Linked DNA regions of Rattus norvegicus: region 1 is linked to region 2. A link is a contact called in public HiChIP or PLAC-seq data. All regions are on one chromosome and are shown on one strand. The core of a region is the stretch at or near the end of the contact, and the rest is flanking DNA. Distances in the headings are between cores, read along the strand shown.

Evidence for each region. HiChIP or PLAC-seq counts read pairs in DNA pulled down with a chosen protein or histone mark.
Region 1: an H3K27ac HiChIP or PLAC-seq map of oligodendrocytes shows a contact between it and region 2, with 2.8 times the contacts expected there. The contact joins the promoter of Mrpl37 here to the promoter of Ssbp3 in region 2. A contact is called at or near these places in 1 of 12 Hi-C or Micro-C datasets (mammary epithelial cells) and 1 of 1 datasets of contacts at active chromatin or transcription factors (oligodendrocytes).

Annotation. Positions count from the first base shown.
Region 1 is chr5:127,072,444-127,078,019 of GRCr8, forward strand. Mrpl37 (mitochondrial ribosomal protein L37) reads right to left here and starts at 2,524. Exons shown (of 7, transcript NM_001004235.1): 1 at 2,127-2,524; 2 at 331-514; 3 at 128-243. The coding sequence starts at 2,472. It overlaps Cyb5rl (cytochrome b5 reductase-like), which reads left to right and starts at 2,670. Exons shown (of 7, transcript NM_001411873.1): 1 at 2,670-2,721; 2 at 4,310-4,580. The coding sequence starts at 4,383.
Region 2 is chr5:126,916,741-126,922,402 of GRCr8, forward strand. Ssbp3 (single stranded DNA binding protein 3) reads left to right here and starts at 3,461. Exons shown (of 17, transcript NM_053358.2): 1 at 3,461-3,861; 2 at 4,822-4,894; 3 at 5,114-5,175. The coding sequence starts at 3,806. It overlaps LOC120102946 (a long non-coding RNA gene), which reads left to right and starts at 205. Exons shown (of 2, transcript XR_005504928.2): 1 at 205-298; 2 at 1,144-1,717.

The DNA.
Region 1 (5,576 bases), core at 1,274-3,773, 150 kb after region 2:
CAGGAGATGAATGTGAGAGATGAGATCTGGTGGTAGGGCTGACAGAAGGATCAGACACACAACACAACCAGAAAAGCAACAACAACAAAAGGCCCAGCAAGGCCTTCTGGTACATAGGATGACTAACCTCGATTCCAGGTGGTGGCTAAGGAGCAGTTTTGGGCAGAGGTCCGCCTGGCTAGAGAAGGGTGCTTGATAATCTGGGACTTACACAGCTGTAGGAGGTTGTCCACAATGAGCGGGCTTGGAGAAAAAAAAAAGATATCTAGAGACTTAAAGCAACATGTAACTTCCAACACTCCTCAGTTATCTTATCTGGAGGAAACTCACCAGTAAGTCTCTCTCTTGGGGATGTCCTCAGTGGAGTGCCAGAGCCGGGAATGAGAGATGATATCCAGAACACGTTGTTCTTGGTTCTCGATGTGATTGGTTGGATCATCAACAAGACTAAGCACTTTCTTGGGGAGACCCTCTATTAACTTGGTCTTAGTAAGCCAGAGAGCCTGCTTCATACCTTTGGGACAACCAAAAAGAAAAAGAAAAAGAAAAAGAAAAAGAAGAAGAAAAAGAAAGAGAGGGGACAGCTTAGGAAGGGATGTTCATGCCTGCAGGGAGCACCACAGAGAAGAGGCTGCCTCAACAGAGAGCTGGTTTTGTTTTTGAGATATCTGAGAAACGAAACTTCCAGGTGGTAAGAGTAGACTACGGGAATAAGTGCTTAAAAATGGAAGGAGTTCAAACCATGCCCAAGGCGCCGAGTTCCCTGCTGACTCCCCACAGAGAAATCAAAGGTGTGAGACTAGTTCAGTGGATACTGGCCCTTCAAATAAAACCCCAGCTCTGTGATTTTCTTTTTTTTTTTTTTTGCTAGCAATCTCAAGCCAGGTTTTATGGTTCTCTAGCACAGAGCAAACTATGTAGTCCTTAGAGCTGCTATTTACTGAATGTCTCCTCCTGTGCCATGAACTTACTATAAGTTAGATGGGATTCTGACATGAAGGGGAAACCTGGACAGACTGAGTTTGCCTCAAGTTGCTTATCTTTAAGGTGATACAGGTAAGAGGAGAAACTGAGCCTGTCTACCATGAAGTCCACAATCTCTCCACAACCCCAATCCTCTTCTCAGGCCCATATCTTTTTTTTTTTTTTTTTTTTTTTTTTTGGTTCTTTTTTTGAGAGCTGGGGACCGAACCCAGGGCCTTGCGCTTCCTAGGCAAGCGCTCTACCACTGAGCTAGATCCCCAACCCCCTCAGGCCCATATCTTACAAGCGTTTATTGTGACTTTATAAGACCTCTCTGTACCTTGAGGAAGTGTAGGATAGAAGATACATTTCCAGACTGGTTCAATGAGTGCAATCTTAGCCTCTGATCTTTTTTCTAAGATAGGGTTTCTCTGTGTAGCCCTGGCTATCCTGGAACTCACTCTGTAGACCAGGTTGGCCTGAACTCCCAGAGATCTTCCTGATTCTGCTTCCCCAGGGCTAGGATTAAAAGTGTGCACCACCACCTCCCGACTGCAATCTTAACTTCTGAAACACATCCGTCCACTATTGTCAGGGTCACTTAAAAGAGTCATGTCTGTGAGATCCTTCACAGCACCTGAGTTCACTGAAAATGGTTAATGGCTAGAAAAATCAGTTTGCAGGCATAGAAGTGGGCATTTTAGGAGGCTGTGCCACCACCACCATCACCACCATTATCCCCACCCCCCACCCCCCAAAGTGTTTCTCTGTGTATCCCTGGCTGTCTTGGAATTCATTCACTCTGTAGATCAGGCTGGCCTCCAACTCAGGAAACAGGCACAAGACACTATGACCTGTTCTTAAGTGGGCAGATTTTCGGGTCTTTGAAAACATATCCCAGACCTATTTAACAAAAGACACTAACCTAGGAAAGTAGCGTTGTAGACCTGCTTCACTATCCCTTCTCCATGAATGTAAACAGATCACCTCCCGCTACACTCATTCTCCATTGCTCCCTCTCACAAATACTGCCCTTGATCCTGACAACTCTTGGAAGACGGATGTCACTCAGATTCTACTTCGCAGAGGAAGAAACTTCCCCAGGGTCGGGATCATTGCTGAGCTGATAACAGGGTCTCCTCCCGTTTGTCCTGAGGCCTCACCCTCAAGGAGTCGACAACGCTGGTGGAAGATGTAGCAGGGTTGCTCCTTGTACAGAGGCTGCTCGTGGATGGGGGCCGCACGGTGGAACCGTGGGTCAATCCAGCCGCGCTCCCACGGCGGGAAGATCGGCTTCGCCAGCCACGGGACGAAGTGCTTCTTGCCCTCGTAGGTAATGGGTTCCAGGCCAGGGATCTCGTACACCCTGTCCAGGGGGCGAGGCTCCGGTTTCCGAGTGGAGCGCACACCCCACTCATACGCTCCGCGTTTCGGGGCCCCGTAGCCCCCGAGGCCGAGCCTCGCAGAGCCAGCGAGTGCCCGCATAGCGGGCCCGGACGCCAAGGCCATACCGACTCGGGTCTTCACTGCACCTCTACCTGGACGCCGCCATCTTTGCCCGGGCAGGGCCTGCTGGGAGCGAAAGGGGCGGAGCGCAGTGGCTCATTTTGCGATTGACAGACACTTCACCCAATCACAAATAAAAATCCTTGCTTTGTCCCCGCCCCTTGGGCAGTTCCCATCCTTATAGGTGGAACCTGCAAAGCGCTCTTTGCTTGGGGTTTCTGAAGTACCCCACTTGAGGAGACTTGCTGGTAGGTAGGTGAGCGTGGTGGTGGTGCTTGAGTCCGTAGCGGAGGAGTGTAGGGACCTCAAACTTGTACTTTGGACGTCTTTGACCATTAGGCATTTAGTATTTCAGAGGGCCCAGTCTCCTCGCTGTAAAATTAGGAGTTAAAATGTCTTAGCAGGTTCGACCCCTAGTGAGTTCTGGAACTATCCTCCTCTCCACCCTTCTCACTGTTGCCCTCGCTTACCTCTACGCCACCTCGGCACTCAGCCCAGCGCCGAAAGCAAGTTACTTTTGCTCTTCTGAGATTTCTGATTCCTGGAGGGGACCAGAGCCGGGAATTGCTCCTTCGCTCAGCACTAACTTCTGGCAGGCTCACGGTAGGGGTCGGGGTGAGTGTGTAAAGCATACGTTGAGGGACCACCCAGTGAGTACATGAGTGTACGACTTGAACGGTGGCAACACACACATGCTTCTTGTCTATGTCCTTAAGGTCTTTCCTCTTGTTTGACCACTGTCAAAGTTGCTATTTTTATTTTGTTTAGTGACTGTCCTGTGAGCTCTCCCTGACTTCTAGAGCAGTTGCGAGACTCACAGTTCATGTTTAACGAATGAATACATACTAGAATAAAGCAAGTGCTTGGTGATGACAAGTGCAACACTTGGGAAGGTCTCTGACAGGAGATGACCTTTCAACCAAGGCCTGAAGAGTAGGGATAGGCATCCAGGTCGAGGCTGCAACAGGGATTGTGCCTCCCAGATAGGAAAGAATCATGTCTTTAAAACTGAGATTGATATGACCAACTTGTCTACCAATTTCCAAAGTAACTGAGACAATAGGACTATTTAACCCCCATGAAAGCAAAAAGGCAGAGGACAATATAACCAACTCTCAGGCTGTACAGCAATTTACAGTTAACAAAGCATTTCATTTGTCTGATTTTAATACACCCCCTCCCCAAACCCTAAGTGTAATTGGCGTAAAGAGAGACATCATTCACTCGTGTATCTGATACAGTGCATGCTGTAAATAAGATTGATGTAGCACCATGCCAGGTCTTAACAAGGACAGGGACTGTGTCCTGTGCACTTCTCTTGCCTTCCAGCACCTAACCCTGTACCTAGCTCCCAGACCATAGAGTGAACACTCACCAGTCAGTGGGAGCTTCCCGTATGCAGGGTGTTTGGCAGAATACAGAAAGAGTAAGACACAACTTCATTCTCCCTGGTTCCCCAGCTTCAGAAACATACTGAAGCTTCTTGCACAGTAGAAAAGTTCTTCTGAATCCAAATCCCCTTCTCTGCTAAGATTTACTTCACACACACACACACACACACACACACACACACACACACACACACACACAAAACCCCAATAATTATAAGTGTTTCCTGTGTGACAGCCTCTGGTTAAGCCATCTCTATCCCCATAGACTACCTGGTGGGCCTTGAAGAAAGTGTGAGAGAGGGGCTGGGGATTTAGCTCAGTGGTAGAGCGCTTACCTAGGAAGCGCAAGGCCCTGGGTTCGGTCCCCAGCTCCGAAAAAAAGAACCAAAAAAAAAAAGAAAGTGTGAGAGAGATAACAGGGTATAACTGCCATGTTTTCCTTCTCCCAGGCAGACAGCAAAGAGGAGCCTGGCCTATTTCACCACCACCCCACACCCCCATATTGCCCAAGCCCCGCTGACAATGGCTGAGAGGGAGGATGACCATGCTGAGGCTTGGTTGCAGTTAAAGCCTGTGGAACCCTTGCCCTCCCAGTGCTGTGGTAGTGGCTGCTCGCCCTGTGTGTTTGACCTCTATTACCGAGACCTGGAAAGATGGGACACAGCCCAAGCCAAAAATGACATGAGCCTGCTGAGTGGGAAGCAGCCACCTGAGAGCCAGGTGAGGAGCCCAGAGTGGCAACATCTATCCGGCCCTGCCCTGCCCTGCCCTGCCCTGCCCTGCCCAGTGCCCCTGCTATGGGATGACTTCCTTGACTGGACAATGGAGAGAAAGAAGCCCTTATAATGGAAGCAGGTAGATCCAAGGAGCAAGGTCCAGACCTAAACTCAACCTATTTCAACCTATTAGCTATGTGGATGTAGTCTAAGCCCCTTAACCTCTTGGTGCCTTTATTTCCCGAATTGTAAAATGGACTGAGTTATCTGTAATGTTTAACACTGAACCTAATAATTATTTCACTAAACATTCAATACCCATTGAATACCTGTTATACCCCAGGCACTATCAAGCCACTGAGGATTGTGAGTGAGCAAACTAACTTGGTATTATACAGACAAGTACATAAGGAGTGTTGCTGTTACTCTGGAGCTTAAGGACTTTCTCTTCCCATTCTAACTCCTTCATTCACTTCATAGTACTCACGTGTTCAGTATATAGTGGTTCAGTATATAGTAATCACCTGAGGTAACAGAAAATTAAGTGATAGTACAAAACTTGGCAAGTCTTACAAAACAGCTTTTTTTTTTCTCTTTGGATTTTCAAGATAGACTTTCTCTGTGTAGCCCTGGCTATACTGAAACTCCCCTCTGTAGACTAGGCTGGCCTCAGACTCAGAAATCCACCTGCCTCTGCCTACTGAGTGCTGGGATTAAAGGCATGTGCCACCACCCCCTGGTCAAAACAACATATTTCAATCTAATAATTTTATCTTTTAATGTAATAAAGTAATAATAATATACTAATTTCTCTAGTAATTTCCACTTTTGAAATTCATATACAAAACGGAGTGTAGTGGCGAATTCTTTTAATCCCAGCACTTAAAAGCTAGAGGTAGGAGAATCAAGGATTCAAAGCCAACCTTGGCCAGCTAGGATCAGGTCAGTCTGAGTTACATGAGACCCTGCCTCAGAGAGAGAGAGAGAGAGAGAGAGAGAG
Region 2 (5,662 bases), core at 2,211-4,710:
CGTGGCCGTCCCCAGTGGAATGACGAGCTCCCTGACCCCAAGGAGTGGAGTCACGTTTCTATGGGTGTGTGTGTGTGTGTGCTTAGTGAACCACACTCAAGTAAGGTGCAGCTTGGTGCATGGCACTCAGATCTGGTCAGCTGGAGGCGTACCTTACTGCAGCCTGGAAGCTTCCGGGTGGGGGGGGCGGGGTGGGTGCACAGGAAGTCCCTCAGTAGGGTATTCGACCATCCAGCTGGAGGAGTAAGGAAGTCCTGTGTCACAGGAAGAGGCTCCCAGCAGAAGGTTTTACAACAGTGTAAGCCTCACAGGATAAGTGGTTTTGTTTATGTTTGGGTTACTACTCTGGGCTCGGGGCAGCGTTTTCTACATAGTAGGTGTTTAATGAACAGGTTCTGAAACAAAGGGTTTGGGAAGAAGGAGTTGAAAGAAATGGCTTGGTCACTTTGGGATGTGATAATATAGTACTTCCAGGTGGAAGAGGCTGTGGTGGGCGGGGCTTAGCAGAGGGCGTGGCCTGATCTAATCCTATTGTGGGTGGTGTCAGTTTCTTATCTCTTCACCCAGCCCGGAGCTACTTCAGGCCTGGGGTGTTTTTTTTTTTTTTTTTTTCGTCTCCCGAGTCCTCTGTGTGTTGGGTCTGAATACACACACAGGTATGGAACCTGTGCCGGGTTCAGGAGACACCCAGATGATTAAAATATTGGTCTTACCTTTCTGTCTGGTGGGGGAGACAGACGGTAAACAATTGGCTTACACAATGGGCTGGATGGGGAGGACTACTGTGTAAGTTCATTTGAACAAATGAGACTCAAGCCGACAGGATCGGAGGAGGGAGTTTTGTGGAGCAATATTAGTTTTTGAAGAGAGGTGAGAGAAGGAGCTTGGGGTGAGAGGCATTCCAGGTAGAGGTGTCAGCCCAAAAATGTGCTCTAAGGGAGGTAGGGGAACCTTGTGGGAAAAGATGTTAGGGGCAAAAAGGCCACCTCTGGGTGCTTGGGCCTGCTTATGATCTGACTAAGATTCTGGATAATTGCCAGCTGCAGCGTGCTAGGTGGGGCAGGAGAAAGGTCTGTTCTAGGGAACTCTTTAGTCTCTCCATCACCAAGCGCTAAGACACCTCCCTCTGGTCTCTCTGCCTAGGTTCTCCCGCTGTTTTCTTTACCTCCATCAAGGACCCACCAGCCCACTCGGAGCCTCACTTTGTCAAGCTTCCACAAAGGGCAGACCACAGGGATTCTGAACAAACAGCCCCCCTCTCTCTCACACATGTTTAGGAAGGAGGGGCCAGTCCGTTTGCAAGGGAGAAAAAGCAAGAGGAACACTGACCTGGTGGACCATCCGACTACCAAGAGATTTAAAAGACCCCTCCCCCCAAAACCTTTGCCAGCTGACAGGCGAGGAAGTGGAAGAGCAAGTAGCCCCGAGGTCTCTCAGCCCATGGGCTGCTAGGCATGGCCAACCCGGAGAATGCTTCGGTAGTGGGCCCCCCGAAGGGCAGTGCCTTCCCTCCCCCAAGACCCAACTGGTCCTCTAATCTGCCGGACCTCCAGATACCGACGAGTCAGTGTGTTGACAAGCCATCCCTGGCCATTCCTAGCCCATCAAAAAATGGAAGGAAGTCCATAGGAAGGGTATGAGCAGACCGATTTAATTAGCGCGGGCTCTAAAGGTACCTTAAGTTGGCCCTATTAAATTAAACTGCCTAGGGGAAAAATAACTGTAATTATTTCCTTTTCTCTCCTACCATTGTACTTCAACTCCCAACCTCCACGCTTCTCCCCTCCTTGACAAGACAACCTTTAAACTAGGGGCTGGCACAGGCATCCCCAAACTAGGTCTCAGTGTTTCCCTTTTTCTGCCCTTCTTCTGTTTGAGCTCTGGTTCCTAGCAGAGAGCAGAGTCCAGAGGGGTCCACAGTGCTTGGCTATATTCTAATTCAGGGAGGCTGTTACAAGAGTAGAACATTTTTCCAAAAACGCACCCGGAGTCTCCTTCCTGAACCAGTGCAGATCCGTTTGCTGGGGGGAATTTCTTTAAAAAAAGAAAAACCTTTTCTCTCTTCTGCAGAGCAAAATAAGCAAACTTTAATGGTAGGGAATTATTGTTTATTTTGTTGAAATCTAGTTCTGAGTTTTCCTACTTAAAACGTGTTTTCCCCAGGACACTGACCTATTCTTTAATTGTTTGGTGCGAGGCATGTTAGGGGGAGGGGCGTTACTTGTTTATTGGAACAGCGCAGTTAAAAAAAAAAAAATCAACCTAGGCTAACAGTTTCAAGGCTCCCCTAAAGATGTATCCAAACAGGCAGCCAATCAGCGCTTACACAGCTTTTTCTGCTTGACTCTTTTAAAGAGACAGTACCGACTATGTTTTATCACATTTAAAGAGAACCGCGCTCTAAAAACAGTATGAAAATGGGGGAGCCATTTCTTATCTCACCAGTTTTTGATTTGGAATCTCCAGGGAGAGAACACTGCAGGTTTTTGGGGTCGTCGAGTGGACAGAAAGGAGTCGTGAGCAAAAAGCTTGGTCACTCTGCCAACCCCCCATTTCCCATTGTACACCTGGGTCATTGACAATGGAAGCTTCCCCTCCCCCCACGCCCGACTCTGGTCCCCCTACTCTCCAATTTAGCTCCATTTATTTGAAGTTTGAGATTTCTGCGGCGCGCACTCCGAGTCGCGAGGCGTCCAGGTGACGTCCCTCATCCAAGCGGAACCCTTTCCCGTGGAAAGGCGAGGGGCTAAACTTGCCAGGGTTAGCAAACCTCAGAAATTTGAGAGAAATCACTCTCTTTCCTTCTACTCCAAGACTCCTTTCCCTTCCTACAGATTGCCTGGGGCACGCCAAGGGCCATTTTCGCGCGGCTCCACTTTGGGGTTTCCCAAAGTATTTTAACGATCTAGTAAAGAAGCAGCCGCGCGCTTTGGCGCCAGCTACGGCTGCCCAGCTCCGCGTGCAGCCCTGGCCGGGGCTCCGAAGGCAGGGCTGGGCGCAGGCAGCCCGGGGTGGGGCAGGGAGCAGGGCCGGCTGGGGTCCTGGCCCGCAGAGGGAAGATCAGCGCGGGGAGGCGGGGGCGCTGGGGGCCAGGACGACGCGGAAAGGGGCGCGCCGGGCCAGCCGGGATCCGCGCCTCTCTCCGCGCCTGCTGTCGCAGCGCCCAGTCCCCGCCGCGCCGGCCGGGTGCTCCAGTTCAGGCCCCAGCCCTTCGCGTCGCCGCCCCACCCCAGCGCCAGGGCTCGCCCCCCGCTCCCCCGGCCGGGGCACGAGCGGGCAGCGGCTCGCGGAGGAGGCGCAGCGGGACTGGCGCGGCCGCGCTGACAGGCGTCCCTCCCGGCCTCCGGGCCCGCCCCCGCGCGCCGATTGGCCGCCGCGGCCGTCCGTCGCGGGGCGTGGACGCCCGCCGCGCTCCTGCCGGGGCAGCCACGTTCGGTTGAGCTCCAAGTAGACCAGCGGCGGCGGCGGCAGAGGCAGCGGTGCTGAAGGCGCAGAGGGCGGCGCAGGCGGAGCCGGGTGGCGGGCGCGCGGGCCGCGAGCAAGCGAGCTGCAGGCTTCGGGCGGGCGGCGGCGCAGCTCAGGCCGAGCCGGCGCGGGAGGAGTTCCAGGGCGATGGGGCCGCGGCCGGGGCTGACGCTTTGACAGCTGGAAAGAGCGCGGAGCCAGCGCCGGGGAGGGAGGGAGCGCGGCGAGCGGAGTGCGAGCGAGCGGGCGAGCGCCGGGAGGGGGCCGGGAGCAGGGCAGCTCGGGAGACCGGACGGTAGCGGCGGCGGCGGCGGGCTCGGCGCCCTCTTCTCTGCAAGCCATGTTTGCCAAAGGCAAAGGCTCGGCGGTGCCCTCGGACGGGCAGGCTCGGGAAAAGTAAGCCTCTCGCGAGTGGGGCCGCGCCGCGGGCGGCGGGAGGCAGGTGGGCGCGGGGGTCGCGCTGCCTTGTGCCCCTGGGGCCCGGGTCTCTGCCCCGCGACGGCGGCGACGGCGGCGTGGAGAGCCCATTGTTGGGCGCCGGCGGAGGCTGGGGCACCCTGAAGGGGCAGCAGGGCAGCGGTGGGCGAGGGTAGTTGGTAGGCGCGCTGGCTGAGCGGGCGCGGGGGCCCGCGACAAGGGTGGGCGAGGTCCCACTGTGAGCCGGTGCGCTCGGCCCGCGGGTCGCGGGGGCCTTACTTTGCCCACCGAGTGCGGGCAGGGGGCGCGTGGCTTTCTGCAGCCCCGAAGGCTCCTTTTGTCCGCCCGCGGCGTGAGGAGTGCGTGCCGGGGGCTTTGTTCGCCCGGGAGCGCTCTTCCTACCCAGCCAGCGGCCTCATCGTCAGCCCGGTGCGCTCCGGGGCGCCCTGGCTGGGCTGGGCTGGCGGCGCCGGCCTGGCCCCAGGCTTGGGGGACAGTTGTTTGAGGGGGAGATGCTGAGGGCGGCGCTTTGCTGCCCTCTCCAGAGCGCGCCAAGTACCCGAACTGGGACCGAGTCCGTCCGGACCCCGAACCTAGGCTAAAGCAGCGAGCTGAAGTGATCTGGGAAAAGGAGGGTGGCTCAGGGCTCTTGTAGCGGCTTTCGAGTTTGTGAGACCTAGGTGGGTTTAGTCCCAGTGCCACTTGGAAGTTCAAGTTTGGGGACCTTTCTCCAGCTCCCGCGGCTTGGTGGCAGCTTGTCTCTGGTACCCACCCACTAGCAGTTCTGACTCGGATCCTGTCTGGGGTAATAGGTACTTACGTCTTGTCATGGCCACAATGGGATGGCACAGACCGGGCTCACAGTTACTGGCAAGGTCCAGAGCAAGCCTTAGTGTGATCTGACCCTTCCCTCTCTCTCTCTGCCTCTGCTCTTTCCAGGTTAGCTTTATATGTCTACGAATATTTACTGCACGTAGGAGCACAGAAATCTGCACAGACCTTCTTATCAGAGGTGAGTGGGACTCCTCAGCATCCAGTTTCTTGACACCCCCTCCTCCCCACTATTCTTAGAGCCTTTGTTTTCAGGAGCAGCCACTGTGGCCACCATTTTGAATTTTTATCACCTTTTGGCATTTATTGTTAGTTGGTCTTCACAGCCTTTTGGCTGGGGAAGGCCCTGCAGCCCCCTCCTTTCTGCCCCTCTAAGCTGCCTTCGTTCCTTCTTTTCTAGATTCGATGGGAAAAAAACATCACACTGGGTGAACCGCCTGGGTTTCTGCACTCGTGGTGGTGGTAAGTTTGCGTGATAGTTTTCTGTGTGTTTTGTTCTGAGGCCGGGGTCCAAGTGAACAAAGACGGTCTGGAGCAGGCCTTCTACCTTTGCCTCTGCTTTCCTTGGAGCAGGCACCTCTGGGTGACCCGACGAGGCTTGGCAAGGAAGAATGGGCAGAAGAGGCTGCTGCCCGAAGTTGTTGCTGGTTTCTCTGCCTGTGGGGAACTGAACTGAATCTCTCTATGCTTTTCCTTCTCACTCTGGGGCACCAGGCAGGGGGCTCAGAAAGAGCTGGAAGGGTTTTTGTCAATCCTGCATGCTGCTTTAATTAGAGGAGTGGGGGCAGGGCGGGTGGAGGGGACACCAGGTCCGCTCTGCAACTGGCCTGTCCCTTACGTTTTCTTCCACAAAACGCCAAACCTTAAGAGACACCCATTGGGCCTTTTCCAGGGACCCTGAATAAAGCAAGAAGGGCCGCACTTCCTGTAGAGACACTGATTCAGACTG